Regions from separate parts of the Danio rerio genome. Here region 1 is linked to region 2. The links are chromatin contacts, called in public Hi-C maps. All regions are on one chromosome and are shown on one strand. Each heading gives the region's core, a stretch centred on a gene start, on an enhancer-like site or on the middle of the called end of the contact. The rest is flanking DNA. Distances are from core to core; before and after follow the strand shown.

What was found. A called contact is a pair of places that touch in the nucleus more often than the background predicts.
Region 1: a Hi-C map of gastrula embryo shows a contact between it and region 2, with 4 times the contacts expected there. The contact joins the promoter of cdkn1ca here to the enhancer-like site in region 2. A contact is called at or near these places in 8 of 18 Hi-C or Micro-C datasets (caudal fin, embryo, fibroblasts and 3 more) and 3 of 4 datasets of contacts at active chromatin or transcription factors (caudal fin, embryo and gastrula embryo).

What each region holds. Positions count from the first base shown.
Region 1 is chr7:50,499,033-50,504,067 of GRCz12tu, forward strand. It overlaps cdkn1ca (cyclin dependent kinase inhibitor 1Ca), which reads right to left and starts at 3,689. Exons shown (of 3, transcript NM_001002040.1): 1 at 3,110-3,689; 2 at 2,879-2,990; 3 at 2,200-2,675. The coding sequence starts at 3,635. The coding sequence ends at 2,675. All of the region lies in intron 1 of acana (aggrecan a), which reads left to right.
Region 2 is chr7:50,419,954-50,424,920 of GRCz12tu, forward strand. All of the region lies in intron 1 of acana (aggrecan a), which reads left to right. All of the region lies in intron 2 of kcnq1.1 (potassium voltage-gated channel, KQT-like subfamily, member 1.1), which reads left to right. Among named protein-coding and RNA genes, the nearest start is that of kcnq1.1, 29 kb to the left of the region's middle. Within about 2 kb of position 1,623, at least 15 of the 62 cell types and tissues checked have an H3K27ac peak or open chromatin away from gene starts, as enhancers often do. A contact at or near this core is called in gastrula embryo, where this site is marked.

The DNA.
Region 1 (5,035 bases), core at 2,439-4,938, 81 kb after region 2:
ATGACCTGCTAAACAGCCCGTTGGAACCTTTATTTGTGAGTTTATTTTTGTCGCACAGTATTTCTTATTGTTCTGCAGTCAAATAAATGAACATAATTTGAATGATGTTTTAGTCGGAATAAAAGAATAGGAATTGAACTTTTAACTTCATTTAATGATGTACAGACTGCAAGGCCTGAATGAATGCGTCTCTGTGGGATTTGCTGATAAAAGTCGAGGTCCCATGAGCCTGAGGAGGTAATCCATCTGGTCAGGAAACCCAGCTGAGCTATAACGGAACATATTGGAAACCCTGTCAATCTGGACATAATGATTTTAGTGTAAAAGCTCAAATAATGAGGTCTAGTTGAACCCAGTGGGATTTCTCACATTACATGTCGCACAATTAAGATTATTAAAATCCTCGTTTTTCATTAATTTTGAAGCATGGTGCTGTGATAATATTAGGATACCCGTTTCCAACGAATTCAGCGCAAAGAATTATACTTTTAAGGACTCACATTATGCGTTAATGCTGATTAGCTCAAATGAACATTTATTTGTTAGGCCTGCTTATAGGCCTATGAAATAAATAAAATAGTAAAAGAATAAAATAGTAGCCTATATTTGTCAGTAACAATAGTCCATTATTATTATCATATCCATTATTATTTTATTTATTATCCATTAATGTAAATTTACTAGCATATTATCCTACATATTTATTTTTTTAAAGCGACCATCTTTGCGCACGCATCTTTAAACGTTATTCGTTTTATTTTGTCTTTTTGTCTTCTTTATTTGAATGAATGATGGTCAGTCGCTGGCATGACGGTCTGGAGTATCTCTGTTTTCTTGCACACGACTAGATACGGACTAGAAACAAAAGCAAACAGGATTTGTGAGCACCGAGAGCTTCTGTGAGAGCACAAAGCCTCATTTGCAGGTGAATGCGATGGCACTCGCTTCGCCTTACGCCTTTAGCTGCCTTTGTTCCATTTCGCTTTTTTGGTGCCAGATGGTCATGGAAATGGGAAACTTCTTTAGAGAAAGGCTATATCTGGCGAAACACTGGCACTCTTCACCTACACCAGATGATGACGGCCGAAATTAAAAAAAAAAAAAAGTCCGAGTGATAGGTACAATTCGTTGATAATCTAGTCCTAAAGCTTAATTTTCATTTTAATGCGATTAAAAAACCAAATATCCTCGTTTTTGGAGTAGCCTGAAAGAATTAAATGATTTTCCGTAAATACAATTCTATTATCGATAATTTTATTGTTAGAAAGTTTTAACAATAATTGCACAAGCATTTGTTTTTTCGTATATCAAATGTAACATGCTATTTTACATTATTTGTTGCTGTTGCTATTCATAATTTTAAATTTTGGTATAATTTAAAAGTTATAATTATTCACACAAAAGTGATAACCTGTTATAAACTGATCAAATTAAACCAAATTAATTTTGATAAATTCGTATAGGCCTATATATTTTTTTATTTATAAACTATACGTAATATATTATATATAAATAAATGTATAAATAGCCTATATTTATATATAAATTATTTATAAGAACTGACTTGCAACCTATTCCCAATTTAGCTATGAAAGAAAGTTGTAGCCCTACCTGTGCTCACATTTCCTTTGGTCCCTATTTTGTCAGTGTAGTTTTTGTTCTCTTTTTTTTATTTCCATTAGCTTTTCCCCTATCTCAATGACATTATAAAGATCTGGCGTGTGGTGGTATCTATAGTAAATGTTATTCACAGATAGTGTGTAGGTAGGGGGAGGGGAGGCAGGTGGTTGGCGTGTAAATAGAAGGAGCCCATTTTGTTCAAGTCTTGGTAAGTGTTTCATTAGCGGGATAGCTGAGAGGGTGCTGAAAATGAAGGTCTTATGCGGACAAAGCGGGGTTCCAAGGGCACCTGCCTCCTTCATTATGGAAAGAAAATGGCATTTAAATCCTCCCTATAGGACGCAGCTGCCCGCATATCCCTCCCCACAAACACTGAGGGCGGAACAGCTGAGTCCCTCCTGTTTAGAGGCCAAACTCTCCTCTTTTTGTCACAGCTAGCAAAATGTTGACGCCCCAAAAGTGTAGGGCAAACATTTTTTTCAGTCGTTTACCCACATCCCATGATGATGCACAATAATGTAGCTGAAAGATTATAGCCTACGTGGCTTCCAGACGAACACACTTGAATGCGACCAGGTTAGCAAAAATATAATTTAATTTACACTTTGATTCAAAGGTACAACGTGAGCTACAGAATATATTTTTTAACAAACAAGGCTCAATAACATTCGTTGCATGAAATTGCAAACCAAACTTAAATAAAACACAACATAAAATATGGCCGAAACAATAAAAATAATAATAACAATTGCTGTAAATAATAAAGAGTAACCAACTATTATGAACATAAATAAAATAAGTTAGTATATTCAAAAATAAAACAAACACGTCTTGCTCTAGACTGTTTAGAGCACTGTGGTCTAGCCTTCTACACAATTATAACAGAAGAAAAGTGAAAATTGCACCGTTTAGACATTGTAACACTGCAACAAAGTCTCTGTTGGCAGAGCCATTATTGCTACATGAGTTCAGAGAGAAAGGGTCTCGTCCACTTCTTTCTTTCATCCGCTCTGCAGATAAACACAGGTGGACTGATGTATGTATAGTGCAAACATCTGTAAAGCAAAAAAAAATGACAATTAACATTTGTTTCACGGCAGTATCGGACAAAAGACATTAACGGAATTTGTTGTTCACTTACGACTTTATCACTTACGACTTTATTACAATTCCTAATAAGTTTATAACAGCTAGGCTATTCAAATCGAACTAACAATTGTTTAATGAGTTTAAACTATTAAACGGAGTGGATACTTACCATCTAATAGTTTTACGTGGCGTTACTTCAATGCTCGTGGATGTGCCGGCTTGAAGGTAACTGCGTTCATCCTGCTTCGACTCCACGACCCTCTTTCTTTTTGGGAAGAAGTCTGGTGGAAACCAAGGTTTTATGTCATTATTCATGTTTTATTTCACAGTTAATTAACAGACGAAAATCGTGACACTTCTTTACATATAGCCTAACTATTTAACGTTTCAAAGCATTTACCTGTAATTTGCGGCGTGCTGTTTCTGGGGCTCTCTGGGATAAGTGACCTCTTCCGTCTGTTTCTGAGGACTGAAGAACGAGCTGGTTTGGAGTTTAGTGCGCCAGAGATGTTCTCCTGGTTGGGTTCGTTGGGTCGACTTGGGACTCCCTCGGATTCTTGAGCTACCGGACTCCTGGAAATCCCGCAGTCGACAGTGCTGGAAGCGTCTCCTGTTGCGTTAACAGACGTCGCGGCACGAGCTCTCTTGTTTTGTACTTTATCCTTGTAGAAAAATGGCAAAGTGTCCTCTGAAATCGCCTCCCACTCGTAATCTCCAGGCAAAGGCGAGTTGGTCTCAAAGTTAAAATTCCACCGGCTCTGGTCTCGCTCGGAGATCTCCTGCAGTTTGCGTTTCATCTCACAGTGCAGCTCCTCATGGTCTACGGGTCCGAATAGGTTACGGCAGACCTTTGTGCGGGTGAGGAGAGGAAAAGTGCTCCGTGCAACATGACGCTCCAGATTGCTTGATACGTCCACGTTTGCCATGATGTCTAAAAGTCAATGCCGTGAGCCGACGTTTGTTTGGTTCTTGTTGTTTGTAATCTGTTTATATCCGTGCCGGTGGTTAAAGGCCAGCGTTTGCACGAGAAAAGGCCTCCGATTGGCTAGACAGACACCACGCCCTGTGTAATAAACCCCCCACCAGTATCAACAAAGTCACCTTCCCCCCTCTTTTAAGAAAACCACAGTCTGAAAATTACGACCCATGAAGGCCATGAATAAAGTGATTGTTTTCCAAAGAGAGAGAGAGAGAAAGAAGGGAAGAGAATGAAAAAGTTACAATGTTATAAATAATATATATTTTAAACAATGTATCATAGGCTACATCAAAGCAATACTCCTCCTCTATATTCGACATAATAGGCCAGTATAATATATACAACACAAATAATACAATTATTATAGTTATAATAATACAAATACAAAAATACAAATATTTGTATAGGCTATGGAATTATACTTATAATGTTTGAATTAATTTCTGCAATACCATATCTCAATCAAAACACTTGTCATAGTAGGTGCGTATACGTGTCTGGCATAATTTAATTGATAAATTATGTATAAATCATTTAAAAGTTTCATAAAGTTTTATAGTGGACAAAAATGGTTAAAGTATCACAGTATTGTTTCACACTTTCACTGACAGATCTTTTTTACTTCACCTAATGCCACACTGTTGTTGTTGTTGTTGTTGTTGTTGTTGTTTTAAGACAAAAAAAATCTGATAATTTGCATATGCTAAAGTTTAATTAAATTAAATTTAAATAAATTTCATTTTTGATGTATTATTTTTATTATTAATTTTATCACACTAAAACATACCCCCCCCCCCCCCCCCACACACACACACACACACATAATAATTCTCAGTATTTACATATAAAGCAAACTCAAGACACTCATTCAAACACAGCACATTATTGAAATGGCAAAACGTAATAAACTTTTTTTTTTATTTGCAGCATGAAAATAGAGAGAAACTTGATTGGTTTTATTTCTCCACGGGCCAATGTGCCAAAATATAACAAAATTAGCTTTCATTAAAATTTGTTACATTTTTAAGCCCCAAATAATAATAAAAGATGAAAACAAGTATTTTAGCCTAGGTAAAGGCGCTGTATGAGCAACTTTCTAATCATAGATTTGTAAAAAAGTAACTGTAGTAAAACATTAAAAGTTCAATAACAATATACCAAAATATATAAAGTGCTTGCATTAGCAGCCGAAATGATCCAAAACTGAAATGTAAATAAGGTCGCACAAGGTAAACCTGCAGCAGCTCCATGTCGATTCTGAAATGCGTGTAGTTAGAACTACAATTTAAAATGTGTGTGAGTGTGTGTAAGACTCTACTTTATGTAACAAGTAATTCATCGTATTGA
Region 2 (4,967 bases), core at 373-2,872:
CTGAATTTCTTGTTTATATGATCCTAAAGATCTGAGTGACCTGTTAGTTTTGTATTCAGTGAGCATATCTGTAATGTATTATTGAGGTCCTAGGCCCCTTAGTGATTTCTAGACAACTAATAATACTTTAAAATCTATCCAGAATGTAATTAGGAGCTAGTGTAAAGACCTGAGGACAGGTGTGATATGCTCTGATTTTCTGCTTTTGGTCAGACACCCTTAATACACCCTTTTTTCAGAATGTGATATTTATCTGAATTATTGACATTGTTGACATGAGGGTGAAAAGGGTCAAAACCTTGATTGGTAGGTTAATATTTTAGACATAATACAAAAACTGTGGAATAATTTGTATAATAAAAAAACTGTATCATTTTATGTTTTCTCTTCCAGAATTTCATTCATTTAATAATTTATTTTATACTCAAAAAAAATCATTAAAAAATATTTTCATTCAGAGATTAAAATCATTCTCATCTCTAAACTCAAAAAATTTAATTACATTTAATTTTAATGCATTTTTAACAAAACAGATTTCATAACATCTGTTCGGTAGAAAAGAACTCATCAATCACCCTTTTGTTCGGCAGCGGCATCAAGATTTTACATCCCCTACTTTGAGTAAGTGCTTATGCAAATCAAGCTCAAGCTTATCAGGCAAATCTTATACTAACCACAGATTAATCATTGACTGGGATCAATTGTTCATCTCTTTTTCTCCAGTGTCAGCCACTAATAGTGTTGATAGGCCTTGTTAATCCATATTAGCATGCCATTGTTTCAGCGTGAGCGAGGAGAGCTACTGCACATTAGCACTATACTTTCAGCCACACATGTTGCTGACACTTATTAACTGAGCCTATTCTGTGAGAATAAAGACTGGTGTGCACGTCACACTTCAGAGGTTGATCATTACCTGCTCAACAGCGGCAGGTGGTAGAATTCGCACAGGACGCTGCGCCACACACGGGTGCTGGAAGTCACACAGGACACCGTCCCGCACATCTTGACAAATCCCACACTGGGAGGTTGCGATCCCACATGCTTCACTGTAAAGCGTCATAGCTGTCGGCAAACTTCCTCCGTATGCTGAGTGCGCTAACACGTCATCAAGCTCAGTCTGGAGGTGTTATGAGGACAGTAGTCCTGCCGCGAGGTGCTAACTCTTTCTCCCTGTAATTATCAGCTCCACATAGAGGGCCGTCCCTAATTGGACGCAACACAGATGTTTGTCTCTTTGTCAGTGAGGGGCTTGTGTTAACCAGGCCCCCCTATGAACGGCTAATAAAACTGTAAATGGACAAAGGCCTCTGATAATGATGAAATGTTTCCTATTGGAAGCCACCGCGAATGTGAAATGAGCATTTATTACTGTTTTCTGGCAGTTTGCGGTAATGATTTAACCTTTGGTGAACAGAGCTTTTATTTGTGATTCGAGCAGCTAATGGAAACTAAACTTTACTCAATACAGGCTGGTTATTTATGTGGAGGGATGTTCGGGGTGAAAGGACTTCCTAACCCCTGGAGGTTTTGTAAATATTCATTCCCATTGCAGTGGTTGTGGCGTTTGGACAAATCACCTTCGTCCCATTTGCACTGATAAGACTCTGCATACAGTCGGGTTCCCTCCCCCAACACAGTAGCCAGTGGCTTTCTATTGTGTGCCACAGGATGTAAACTAGCAGAGCATGTATATCGGCTCAAACCCCTTCAGTCTGAAGAGGTAATGAATTAACTTAGCTCAGTACACTCACAAAAAATATTGTTGCTGGTTGTTCAAACTACTTATTTAAAATGAGCTAAATCAATTATTGGGCAGAAAAGAAGATGTTTTAAGATATATTGTTTTTTTTGTACTTTTCATCTTTAAAATCTCCTAAAAACCCAAATGTAAATTCATATTATTTTTATAAATAATTACAGTATGAAATCATTTATTTGTACTATTTTTATTACATCAACCCTCAATTTGACAAAGTTTTTGCCAGTAACTCTTTACAGTAAGTTCTCATTTCTCACAGTTTATCCCAAAATGAAAATGCACTCCACTTGTTCCAATTCTGATTGATTTTATCTTCATATTGAGCAAAAAAGAAGAACATTGGAAACCATTACCACTGACTCATAAAGTATCTTTTATTTTTCATTATGGATGTCAATGGTTACCGGTTTCCATCAGTCTTCAAAACGAATTCTTTTGCATTCAACAGAAGAGCCACCTCAGGGTGAGTAAATGATGAGTAAACATGGGTGTCTATCCTATCCCTTTAACTAATATTAGCAAATGAATCCTCATTCTTAAATCTTCTCATTCAAGAAGTCATTTCTCTTACAAACGCATTACAAATGGCAATTTTAACAGATCATTACTGCCTAACAGATTCCCTGTAAGTCTGAAACTGTCAGTAGTGTATTTGCTCTGCGGCTGTCTTTTGAAGAGCCTGAGAGTTAATGCTAGTTAATACTCCGGGTATTATTTATCATCCCACTTCAAGTGCTTTGCTTTGGCTGGAGCATAAAAAGCCTGGAGCATGAAGAAGTCACTCTCTGCCAAATCCAGTGCTTCATTGTGGCTCCATTTTTAATGTAATCTTGTGAGATTGAGAACAGGGGTCAGCTGGCCCTTTATGCTATTACAGTGAGCTCAGTTTTTTGTTTGGATGGGAAAAGCGATTGCTATGGTGAATCTACGAGGTCCTTGAATCTAGGGTCCCGTTTCCTCTCATTTACACCACCACTCCCCCACCCCAAAAAAGTGATCCCATGGCCCCTGTCGCCCACTGGTCGTCCACCCAGACCTTTCGTATATGACAGCTGGTCAGTGTGATCACAAGATTTAATTAAATAGCATGTAGAGGAAGCAGAAGCACGGAGCGCATAAAATGGGTCACGCTAATCAGATGTGTAATTAGAGGGTTAGATAGACTGTGTAAACTATTTTAGACTATAATGGTTATAAGTGATGTTCAAGCCTAAGAAAATTAATGTCTCCACTCTTTATGCAAATATGCAAATATCCTGAAGTTGATTTTTAATAAGCATGGACTCAAAAAATTGTGTTTGCTGTTTGTTTAAAAGACTTACTTAAAATAAGCGGTCACTTTATTGTTTTTTAAATTGTTGAATTTAAGTTGCATTGCATCTACATGCCAACTAATTCTCGTCAGATTATAAGTAGACTGTTTGGTTGGGGTTAGGGTTGCTTATTGTAAAGTTATATGTACTTGTAAAGTTTCTTATAGTCAGTTAAATGTCTGTTGAAGGAGCATATCAACAGATATTATGCTGAAAGTCTACTAATACACAAATGAACCATCAAAATAAATTGTTACCAAATGAGCTGAAATAAACACAACTCTTAAGCGTTTTGGAGGACGACTTCATTAATTTATGTTCAATCAACTTAAATTTGTAAAAACTTGTTAGTGAACTTAATTCCTTCATGTTGTCCCAAAACAAATTGATTGTGTGGAACCCAGCAGTTTTTACAGTGGTGTGTTTGGACGGGCGTAAAACTTTTTAGTGTGTTCTACATTTCAGTTGACCAAACAAGGAAAGATGCTTATGTTGTGTGTACGATAGAACGGATGCAAAGGAGAAGATGCAAAGGAGAACCAGCTAAATAATAATTAAGTTGTAATATTGTAGTCACTTTTACTTTTAATTCATGTAGCTACATCTGTACTGTATCTGTTTTTGTTTTTAGTGTTTATTTAATTTAATCTTACTTATTTATTTTTATTTTTATTTTTAATTTATTTGGCAATGACATGTTCAACTTGAGGATTTAAATATACTTAAACTTAAGGCAATAAACAAAAATATTGTGCAAATGCCATTTCCTAACATCTCTTTTGGACATTTGTATTTTTTTTTTGCTTCAAAATTCTATAAATGTTAACATTTTTTTAATTATTTTTTTTCTGGAGTCTGTTCTAATGGTCTAATTTTATTTTAGTAATCAAAAATCATGTCCGTTCAATGTAAATGATGCAACATTTTCAATTTAGCAGCTATTTATTAAGAATTCAATTTTTTAAATCTATTTAATTGTATTTTGTTTTACTAAAACTTTAGAAATATTTCCTTTTTAAAAAATCTGTCTTGGAATAGTTTGTTCACACTTAATTTTAATGTACAATTCGTACTAGTAACACACCATTAGCTAAAATGTTTTTAATAATAAACTCAACAAACTACTAATTTTCTGCTTAATAATAGTTAGTAAAATGATACTTGCGTTTAGGTATTGGGTAGGATTAGAAAGGTAAATAAAATCATACTTTATAAGTGCTAATAAACAGTTAATAACTTAATAATAGTCAGGGGATAAGCCTGTAGTAAATGGTGTGAACTGTTACTTAAACTAAAGTGCTTCCAAAAGTTTTTATTTATATAGTTTGGTGTTACTTTGAGAACTACATTTTAACAGATATTAATAAGCCACAGTTCATCAAGTTAAACTAAACTTTTGTTCTGATGGGTTGTCACAGAGATGTTTGCTGATGAAGTGAGCCTCAGATCAGCTCTGACGAAGTTCAAGTGTTCATATCCTCAAATAATAAGACAGAGATTAAAAACTTGAGTCTTCAGTTGATCTTCTTATGCGTTCCAAAGAAGAAAGAAGCTCAAACCGGTTTGTGACAAGTCAAGGGTGAGAAAATGATGACAGAATTGTCATTTCTGAGTGAAATATCCCTTTAATACTTTTGGTGACATCTGTATGATTCACTTTTAGTATTACATATTCTGATTGGATTAGGGTCCTTTAGTTTAGTCCTTTAGTTCATGAAAAATGTATTGACTTTATGAGCTATGAAGATATTTCATCAGTTTATTAAAATTTTACAGAAATGGCAGGATGGTTTTACAGAAAAATTCAAACAAATATGATCCCTAACCCTTCTCGGATAAACAAAATAAAATTACAATTACACACACAAAAAAAGACAAATAAATAAATTTAA